Linked DNA regions of Xenopus laevis: region 1 is linked to region 2. The links are chromatin contacts, called in public Hi-C maps. All regions are on one chromosome and are shown on one strand. Each heading gives the region's core, a stretch centred on a gene start, on an enhancer-like site or on the middle of the called end of the contact. The rest is flanking DNA. Distances are from core to core; before and after follow the strand shown. Region 1 holds the start of gngt2.1.S (guanine nucleotide-binding protein G(I)/G(S)/G(O) subunit gamma-T2). Region 2 overlaps fgr.S (tyrosine-protein kinase Yes).

The links. A called contact is a pair of places that touch in the nucleus more often than the background predicts.
Region 1: a Hi-C map of the XTC cell line shows a contact between it and region 2, with 4 times the contacts expected there. The contact joins the promoter of gngt2.1.S here to the enhancer-like site in region 2. A contact is called at or near these places in 2 of 4 Hi-C or Micro-C datasets (the XL177 cell line and the XTC cell line).

Annotation. Positions count from the first base shown.
Region 1 is chr2S:68,356,318-68,361,269 of Xenopus_laevis_v10.1, reverse strand. gngt2.1.S (guanine nucleotide-binding protein G(I)/G(S)/G(O) subunit gamma-T2) reads right to left here and starts at 2,037. Exons shown (of 3, transcript XM_041583926.1): 1 at 1,796-2,037; 2 at 1,626-1,757. The coding sequence starts at 1,709.
Region 2 is chr2S:68,195,712-68,200,276 of Xenopus_laevis_v10.1, reverse strand. It overlaps fgr.S (tyrosine-protein kinase Yes), which reads left to right. Exons shown (of 14, transcript XM_041583923.1): 9 at 1,590-1,745. Among protein-coding and RNA genes, the nearest start is that of fgr.S, 28 kb to the left of the region's middle. Within about 2 kb of position 1,641, at least 1 of the 7 cell types and tissues checked has an H3K27ac peak or open chromatin away from gene starts, as enhancers often do.

The DNA of each region.
Region 1 (4,952 bases), core at 788-3,287, 160 kb before region 2:
TGCCTAATTTGCATGCGGCGGGAAGCTAAAGTTCAATGGACATATATGTTGCAGCAAATACATTACACTACACAAGCCCGGGACACATTAATAAAATAAATTTATATTGGCCTACACATGATCCCAGTGTAAAGTTTATGTGCCATTTGTTAGGAAATGTAGGGGGGAAGCAGGTTACCCCCAAATATATGCTCTTTTTCAGCCTATCACCCTGAAAAAGGAAAAGACGGTAGTGTTTTTTGGGACTTATTCAACTATTTTTTAGGAAGTCCTATCTACTCTATTGCACTTCGCCTGGTCTGAGGTGGTGAAGGCAAGTCTGGCGCAAGAGGTAACGTTCAGTAAAATCCGCATCTTAGTGAATTTGCGTAGTTACGTCCATTCACCAGAGCGTAAATTCACCAGGCGTTAGGGAGCAAAGTATCAATAGAGTATATCTCCTTCGCTAGCGAAGTTACGCCAGCGACCGCTAAGAATCGGCAAAGTACCGAAATGACGTCACACTGGTGAATTTTCGCCACGCTAGTCACTTCGCCCTGTAGTAAATTTGCCCCATTGTATTAAGCAAGCAGGTAAGACATAACTCGAATATACACATACACAGACTGATAAAAATCTTCTTTCATACGCTATTTTAATCACAGATATCCAGTTAGATGTGATCTCCCATTTTACATTTTTTCCAGGGGACCAGAAAAAACAGTGTAAAATTCTGGAAAATGTAAAATCAGGGAAATGTATTATGCATTATATATTGATGGGATGACAAAAAATGGTGTAAAAATCAGGGTATGTAAAATTGAGGTTTCACTGTACAGTGTATCTGCCTTTTTGCTGCCCAATTATTGAGTGACACCATATTCAGCAGTGCTGTACAAGAGATTATTTACTTATACAGGAAGAAATGAGGGTGGGAATGCCTAATGTTTTCGACCCCCAAATTATATATTATACCTTTAGTTCTTTAATGTTTAATGTGTCAATGCTTTCATATCTCTGTAATGTAATGGAAATGATTAGTAATAATAATGACAGGGACATTTAATGTATTTTATAAATGTTAAGTAAATTACAGCCTAATTCATTTTAGTGATCTGGTTTATTCATAAAGTGTTGGACTGAGCCCCCCCCCCCAGTCATTGGTTTTATTTCTTAGTGTCATGCCGGCCCATTTTGACCCTGTATTCATATAATTAGGCATACATTTATTATTCATATTTGAAAATTGGCCACTTATTGGCCAGGCAGGTATCATACATCAACCAATAATAATGAGATTATATGCAGCAAAACAGGATTGATATGCACATAAGCAGTGTAGGGAGATCAAGGTTGCTCTAGGTTGCCTTCATAGAGCAGTGGTATAAAACATTTTGACAAAGATGCATTCCTAAGTCTTCACACTTATAATAAATATATTGTTATTGCCATATACTGTAGGAATGTGCATATAATAGCATTGGCATAACCATTATAATGCTTCATTTTCCCCATTCTAAATGAAATCCCTTTATAGGTAACACAACAGAGAGTGAAAGGAACACTATATAATGAACTAGTAGGGGATATTGGTAGACATGTGGTCAATTCTCTATAACTGGTATAGTAGATTAAAGTCTAATTACCATTATCCTTTCAGTTTTGACCTCTTTTCTGAGCTGTTCCACTTCCATCTTTAGCAGATCTTTCTCTGTCATGTCTTGAGCCATTTATATGAAGTACTGCAGCAGGAACCAAGATACAGTAAATAGTTTATAGCTGATGTAAATGGTTTTTAAGAGCTCTTGCGGTGAAATGTAGGGACAGCTGAGAGAAAAGTAAGGTCTTCCTTATAATGCAGTGAGAACTCTGGAAATTTAGGTCCACGGGGATAAGGCTGGTGTAAACTGAGAATCCTTTGAAGCAGTTTTCATGTATTACGAGAGTGGAACTAAATAAAAGATGCCTGTGACATGGGTGTTATTGGTAGTTAGTTAGCTGGAGATACTCAGCTTGCTGTAAAATCTGAACCGTTCTACTTTGTTCCACTCAATATAAAACTACAGACAGAAGACATTTTGCTAATCCTAATCCGATAAACGGCTTTAATGTCTAACCTGATTATAGCACAGAAAGAAGGTAGTGTTTATATTTAGTTGAGGCACACAACAGTATATTTGCTGAAATTATGATTCAAAAGTTTACTTGTCTGTTTGCAAAGCAACTGTTGGAACTTGTATTATATATAGAGAAGGCTATTGGAGACATCACTGTGCATCAATAAACCATTTTCTTTCTTGAGTTTAAGGTTTATTTAGCATCCAAATCCAAAATGTACTTCTTTTCAATAATACCAACTTTTTCATTTACCCTTTCTGTTTTGTTTTGCTTTAGCAGATTATAGCAACCAAACCAGAAAATAAATAGGGCAAAATACAGTATTCAAGCTTACCTTCAGGCACAAGATTCCTATAGAAGTCAGAGGAAGAGCCCACTGCTAATAGGGAAACATAAGAAATCCCAACTGGAGTGCACCAAAACATATGTGAATAAACCAAGAGAGAATGCTATTTAGACAGGTGGGGTGCAATTGTTCAAGTGGTTGTTCACCGTCCAAACACTTTTTTTCAGCTTAGTTGTTTTCAGATTGTTCATCAGAAATACTTCTTTTTTTTTTTCCATTTGTTGGCGTTTTTTTTTTTTTTTTTTAACAGTTTCTGTCTGGCAGCTCAGTAATCTATAAACAGACGATACAGAATTGTTACAATTTGCTCCATTAGTTGACGCCTTTCTCAACAGCATCTATTTTAGAAAGACATAAGAAAAAAAAAGTGAAACTTTAAGGGGCAGATTTATCAAGGGTCGAATTTCGAAGTGTAAAATACTTCAAAATTCGACCATCGAATTGAAATACTTTGATTATCAAAGTCAAAGTATTTTTCACCGAATTTGGCCATCGAACAATCAAGTAAAATTGTTCGATTGTACGATTAAATCGTTCGAATCAAACGATTCAAACGATTTTAATGTACGATCGAACAATTTTACTTTGCTGTGTGAAGACTTAGAAAAATGGTCTAGAAGGTCCCCATAGGCTAACATAGCACTTCGGCAGGTTTAATTTGGCGAAGTATTGATGTCTAAGTTTTTTTAAAGAGACAGCACTTCTATTATCGAATGGTCGGATATTCAAACGATTTTTACTTCAAATCGAAGTAAATTCAAAGTTATAGTATCCTATTCGATGGTCGAAGTATCCAAAAAATTACTGCGAATTTTTTTTACTTGAAAATTCCCTCGAATTCACTTCAACCCTTGATAAATCTGCCCTTAAACTTCATTATTAGAAAAATGGTTACAAATAGAAGCATTTTAAAAGGTTTTTTGGTGAACTATCAGAACATCTGAACTGAAAAAATTGTTTTGGAAGGTGAACAACCCCTTTAGGGTGGGGGCACACTGGGCGATTCGGGGAGATTTAGTTGCCTGGCGACTAATCGCATCGTCTTTGCAGCGATCAATCTCCCAAACGCTTTCCTTCTGTCCTATGCCGGCTCTAATGAAAAGTCTCGGGGGTGGACCCCTTTGTCATACAGATTAGCATGCTCCCACAAAATCCTTATACCCTTGTTAATTAGCCAATTAGTGACAATCCATGTGCAAAATTCAAAATATTAAAAAAATTGAAATCATATATTTCTCATTTTTCTATTATTCTATTATTCTTCTATTAGTCCCTTGCTTTGTATAGTCCATATAAAAAAATCAATTAGCAAAAAAAGAGTGAAAAAGACATAAAAAATCACGTGAATTCCATACTCATACACAATATATAATATCAAATATAGCAATGTCCAATCACTTTCTGGAGACCATTCGGTTAATGTTCATATGTTAATTAGATCCTAAAATCAGTGTATAAATTAGTGAATAAGTTAATACATAAACAAAACCAAATGGCTTTACCAAACACTTAATACTAAATAGTGTTCAAAAATGATTGTTGAAGTTCTGTCGTGGGTAAGGGTACTATGTTTGATAGGATTTGGGTTGTCCTGCTGGCACTACATACATGCAGCGTGCAAACAATATTCTATGCACACAGCTCTGGTTAAAGTTCATTAGGATAATTCAGGCGTTTATCACATCATTGTGTACCTAGCTAACTGGGCTGAAATCAGGCATAAGTCAATCAGGTTCAACATTTGCTAGATCTCTTCTAAGCTGGTTAAAGACAAATAAGCAACCCAGTGAGGCTTCTCTAATTTTATCTCCAAATGAGGGGGGTCTGTCCTTACTGGCAGTCTGCTCACATTTTCACATCATCAAATTGTTTGTACTAAGGGTAATGGGTTTAACTTAATTGTAGTTCCATTCTGTTAACAACCACCAGCATGAACCCAATATTCACCAGCCCTATCTGTTCCTTGCAATATTTCTCACATTTGTACAAGAATGTACTAAGTTATTAAAGGGACAACATGCTTACTGGTTCTGATTCTGAAAACAACAGATGTTGCTTATGGCTTTTCTGGCTATAGCAAAGTTATGTCTGTTCAAAAGTTGCTGCTTACTAATATCAAACAAGCTTTGTACCATTTAAAAAAAATGGGCATCTTGTATTTTATTAAAGGAGAAGGAAAGGTTAAAACTAAGTAAGCCTTATCAGAAAGGTCCATCTAAATATACCAGTAAACCCCCAAAGTAGTGCTGCTCTGAGTCCCCTGTCAAAAGAAACACTGCATTTCTTTCCTTCTATTGTGTACACATGGGCTTCTGTATCAGACTTCCTGCCTTCAGCTTAAACCTCATTGCCCTGGGCAAGAGCATGCTCAGTTTGCTCCTCTTCCCCACCCCCCTCCCCTTTCTACTGTAATCTGAGCCCAGAGCAGGGAGAGAGACTCAGGCAGGAAGTGATGTCACACCATGTTAATACTGCAGCTCCTATCCTAAACAAACAGAGCGTTTCTAGA
Region 2 (4,565 bases), core at 392-2,891:
AATATCCAGTACAGGTTTTGTTTAACTATTACACACAGAGTAACATCGGTTCTGGTCCCTGGAGTATCTGCACAGAATCACTGACTAATAGTTTCTCTTTATAACCACTGTTCACACAGGAAAAAAATACAAATTAATTTAATTTTTAATTCTGATAATTTCAGTATTTGAATCATTTACATTTCTGTTTCAAGGAGAACTCCCCCCCCCCCTAAACTTGCAGGCATTGAAAGGACGGTGATTAGACCAGCAGCAAACATTGCCCCTTTTATTACATTTGCCTGATAATGTCTACATTCATAGTTCTGACAAAAGCTTAATGTGCTTTGCAAGGCAGCAGCACACTCAAGTGGTATTACTCTATATTGCAATGTTTTTGTTGTTAAGGGAACGTTAGAAAGATTTCAAATATATCATCAGTATCCTTGTATTTCTATCAGTATGTCTTCCCCTGATTCTATTGCATTCTTTCTCCATCAGTTTTTTTACTAATCTTTCTGACCACAGTTCAGCTCAGTAAAATGGTTAATTTATTTCTGGACAATACCAGTGTGCCACAAAATTTTCTTTTAGGGGTTTAGACAGGAGTGAATTTTCTGTACATAGCACACAGTAGTTGTTGGCAGAAAGGAAAATGCAGTGTACCCACACGTTCACCCCTTGCTTGTGCAGGTAACACAGCAGTAGGAATAAAGGGGATACTAGCCACTATGAGAAGGCGTAGTAGCAGCGATGTAACTATGATATAGGGTCATGGAGGGGAGAGTTTGTGCACCTAAAGATGCGACCTAGTCCCTCCTGAAGATTATTTTATACATGGAAGGCTGGTGTCAAGATGAAGTCTACTCAATGCATGAGTCTTTAGGTGCAGGGTTCCCCAGCATCATTGGACACACTTTTGCAAAAGGAAGAAGGATAAATACAGTGGTAGCAAGTGTAAATATGTGGGGTTCAAAATGAAGTCTGTGCATGATTCTTTAGATGCTAGTACACGGTGTGGCATACAAATAAAAGCATATACGTATATGTTCAAAGTCACAACCTATGGTTGAAATAAATGGGATAAATCATACATCATCCAGGAAATTCGACGGTTGATTGAATCTTCCACACAGTGCCCAGTACACCTTTGTTCATTCTAAAACTAGCAGAACATGGCACCAGAGTATAGTGGTGGCAAGCCGCCCTAGGTCTGGGCCTTTTCAGCCTTGGCATAAATCCAGATACACTTGTGCACAAATTGGAACAAGAGGCAGGACGGATTTATCATAACCAGGTGCAACTATGTGGGAGTACAAGGACCAGCTTTAGATACAAGTACCGTCAATTCGCACAATGACTGCTGCCTATTTTGAACTACTGCATCTCCCAGTACCCAACCATTTTCAGCTGATTGTAATTTAACAACAGTTACAATGTCACAGATTGGTCCTACTGTGTAAGTACGGGGCCTGAGATGTCTGTTTTTCCCAGAGTACCTGCCGCCAATAAAGACAGTTCTAATGGCAGCTCATGTTATCATACCCTTTGAGTCCTAAAGCAGATAGATATAGCTCTTTACTCTCTCATCTACTTTTTTGTCGTTTCAGAGTTCAATGATGGGTTGTGTCACCTGCTTACAAGTCCATGTGTCAACCAGAAACCCCAAACACTGGGGCTTTCAAAAGATGCCTGGGAAATATCTCGAGATTCCGTCAATCTGGTTAAGAAACTGGGACAAGGCTGCTTTGGAGATGTTTGGAAGGGTAAGAGTCTAACACAATGTCACAGTCCTGTGTATATTCTATTCTGGACACATCAGTTGTTTACAAACATAGTTACATAGTTACATAGTTAAATCGGGTTAAAAAAAGACAAAGTCCATCAAGTTCAACCCCTCCAAATGAAAACCCAGCATCCATACACACTCCTCCCTACTTTCACATAAATTATATATACCCATATCTATACTAACTATAGAGCTTAGTATCACAATAGCCTTTGATATTATGTCTGTCCAAAAAATCATCCAAGCCATTCTTATAGTCATTAACTGAATCAGCCATCACAACATCACCCGGCAGTGCATTCCACAACCTCACTGTCCTGACTGTGAAGAACTCCCTATGTTGCTTCAAATGAAAGTTCTTTTCTTCTAGTCTAAAGGGGTGGCCTCTGGTACGTTGATCCACTTTATGGGTAAAAAGGTCCCCTGCTATTTGTCTATAATGTCCTCTAATGTACTTGTAAAGTGTAATCATGTCCGCTCGCAAGCGCCTTTTTTCCAGAGAAAACAACCCCAACCGTCTACCCTCATAATTGAAGTCTTCCATCCCTCTAACCAATTTAGTTGCAAGTCTCTGCACTCTCTCCAGCTCATTTATATCCCTCTTAAGGACTGGAGTCCAAAACTGCACTGCATACTCCAGATGAGGCCTTACCAGGGACCTATAAAGAGGCATAATTATGTTTTCATCCCTTGAGTTAATGCCCTTTTTTATGCAAGACAGAACTTTATTTGCCACAGTATGACATTGCCCAGAATTAGACAACTTGTTATCTACAAAAATCTCTAGATCCTTCTCATTTAAGGAAACTCCCAACACACTGCCATTTAGTGTATAACTTGCATTTATATTATTTTTGCCAAAGTGCATAACCTTGCGTTTATCAACATTGAACCTTATTTTCCAGTTTTCTGCCCAGTTTCCCAACTTAGACAAATCACTCTGCAAAGTGGCAGCATCCTGCATGGAACCTATAGTTCTGCACAATTTAGTATCATCTGCAAAAATAGAAACAGTACTTTCAATGTCCACCTCCAGGTCATTAATTAAGTTGAAAAGCAAGGGATCTAGTACAGAGCCCTGCGGTACTCCACTAACAACACTGGTCCAATTAGAAAATGTTCCATTTACCACCACTCTTTGTAGTCTATCTTTTAGCCAGTTCTCTATCCAGGTACAAATACTATGTTCCAGGCCAACATTCCTTAATTTAACCAGTAACCTTTTGTGTGGCACTGTATCAAATGCTTCAGCAAAGTCTAAGTTAATCATATCCACTGCCATCCTAGAATAGAGGTCCCTGCTTACCTTCTCATAAAAAGAAATTAAGTTAGTCTGGCAAGATCTATTAAAGGAACAGTAACACCAAAAACTGGAAGTGTTTTAAAGTAATGAAAATATCATGTAGTGTTGCCCTGCACTGGTAAAACTGATGTGTTTGCTTCAGAAACACAACTATAGTTCAAATAAACAAGCTGCTGTGTAGCATTGGTGGAAATTGAAAAACGGCTATATGGCACAGAATAGTTAATGGATAACAGATAGCATTATGTTCTACAGAGCTTATCTGCTATCTGCTGTGTAACTTGAGCCTTTTCCCCTTTGAATGGCTGCTCCCATTGCTACACAGCAGCTCATTTATATAAACAATAGTTGTGTTTCTGAAGCAAACACAGTAGTTTTACTAGTGCAGGGCAACACTGCATTATATTTTTATTACTTTAAAACAATTTAATTTTTTGATGTTACTGGTCCTTTAAGCATAAAACCATGCCGGCACACACTCATAATATTATGATTTGCTATAAAGTCCAGTATCTTATCCTTTATTAACCCTTCAAAAACCTTTCCTACCACTGATGTCAGACTAACTGGCCTATAGTTTTGAGGCTGAGAACGGGGTCCTTTTTTGAATAGAGGCACCGCATTAGCAATTTGCCAGTCTCTCGGCACTAAGCCAGATCTCAATGAATCCTGAAAAATTAAGTAAAGAGGTTTGGCAATCACAGAGCTAAGCTTGCTAAGTACCCTGGGATGAATACCATCTGGCCCGGGACCTTTGTTAATCTTAACATTTTCTAGTCTCTTTTGAATTTCCTCATGTGTGAACCATGCATCATTAGTTGTATTACTAGAATTGGGACTATTAAGAAGGAAACCTTCATTAACTGGTTCCTCATTTGTGTAGACTAAAAATAAGAGTTTTATTTTGTTTTCATCAACCAGCTGACCCCCTCTGATACTAAAGGTCACACCCCTTCCTGCTTCATTTTTTTACTATTAAAAAATAATAAACTTTTTACTGCTTGCTGCAATATCCTTTTCTATATCAATTTTAGCTTGCCTTATAGCTTCTTTGCATGATTTATTGGCCTCCTTGTACCTTATAAATGATTCGGCTGTCCCAGCTAACTTGAAAGCCTTAAAAGCACATCTTTTCTTACCCACCTCAACACCAACACTTCTATTGAACCAAAAAGGTTTTGCTTTGCAACGACGTTCCTTGCTTACAAGGGGAATATACTGACAAGTATATTTATGAAGCAGCATTTTAAAGACTTCCCATTTTTGTTCTGTGTTTAACCCTGTGAAAAGCATTTCCCACTTAATATGTTGCAGAGATGCCCTTATCCTGTCAAAGTTTGCACGTCTGAAATTTTGTGTTTTAGTTACTCCCTTATAGAATTGCTTCTGCAACAGAATCTCACAGGAGACCATGTTATGATCACTATTCCCTAAATGCTCACCCACACAAATGTTAGAGATAAGTTCAGTATTATTTATGACAAGGTCCAAAAG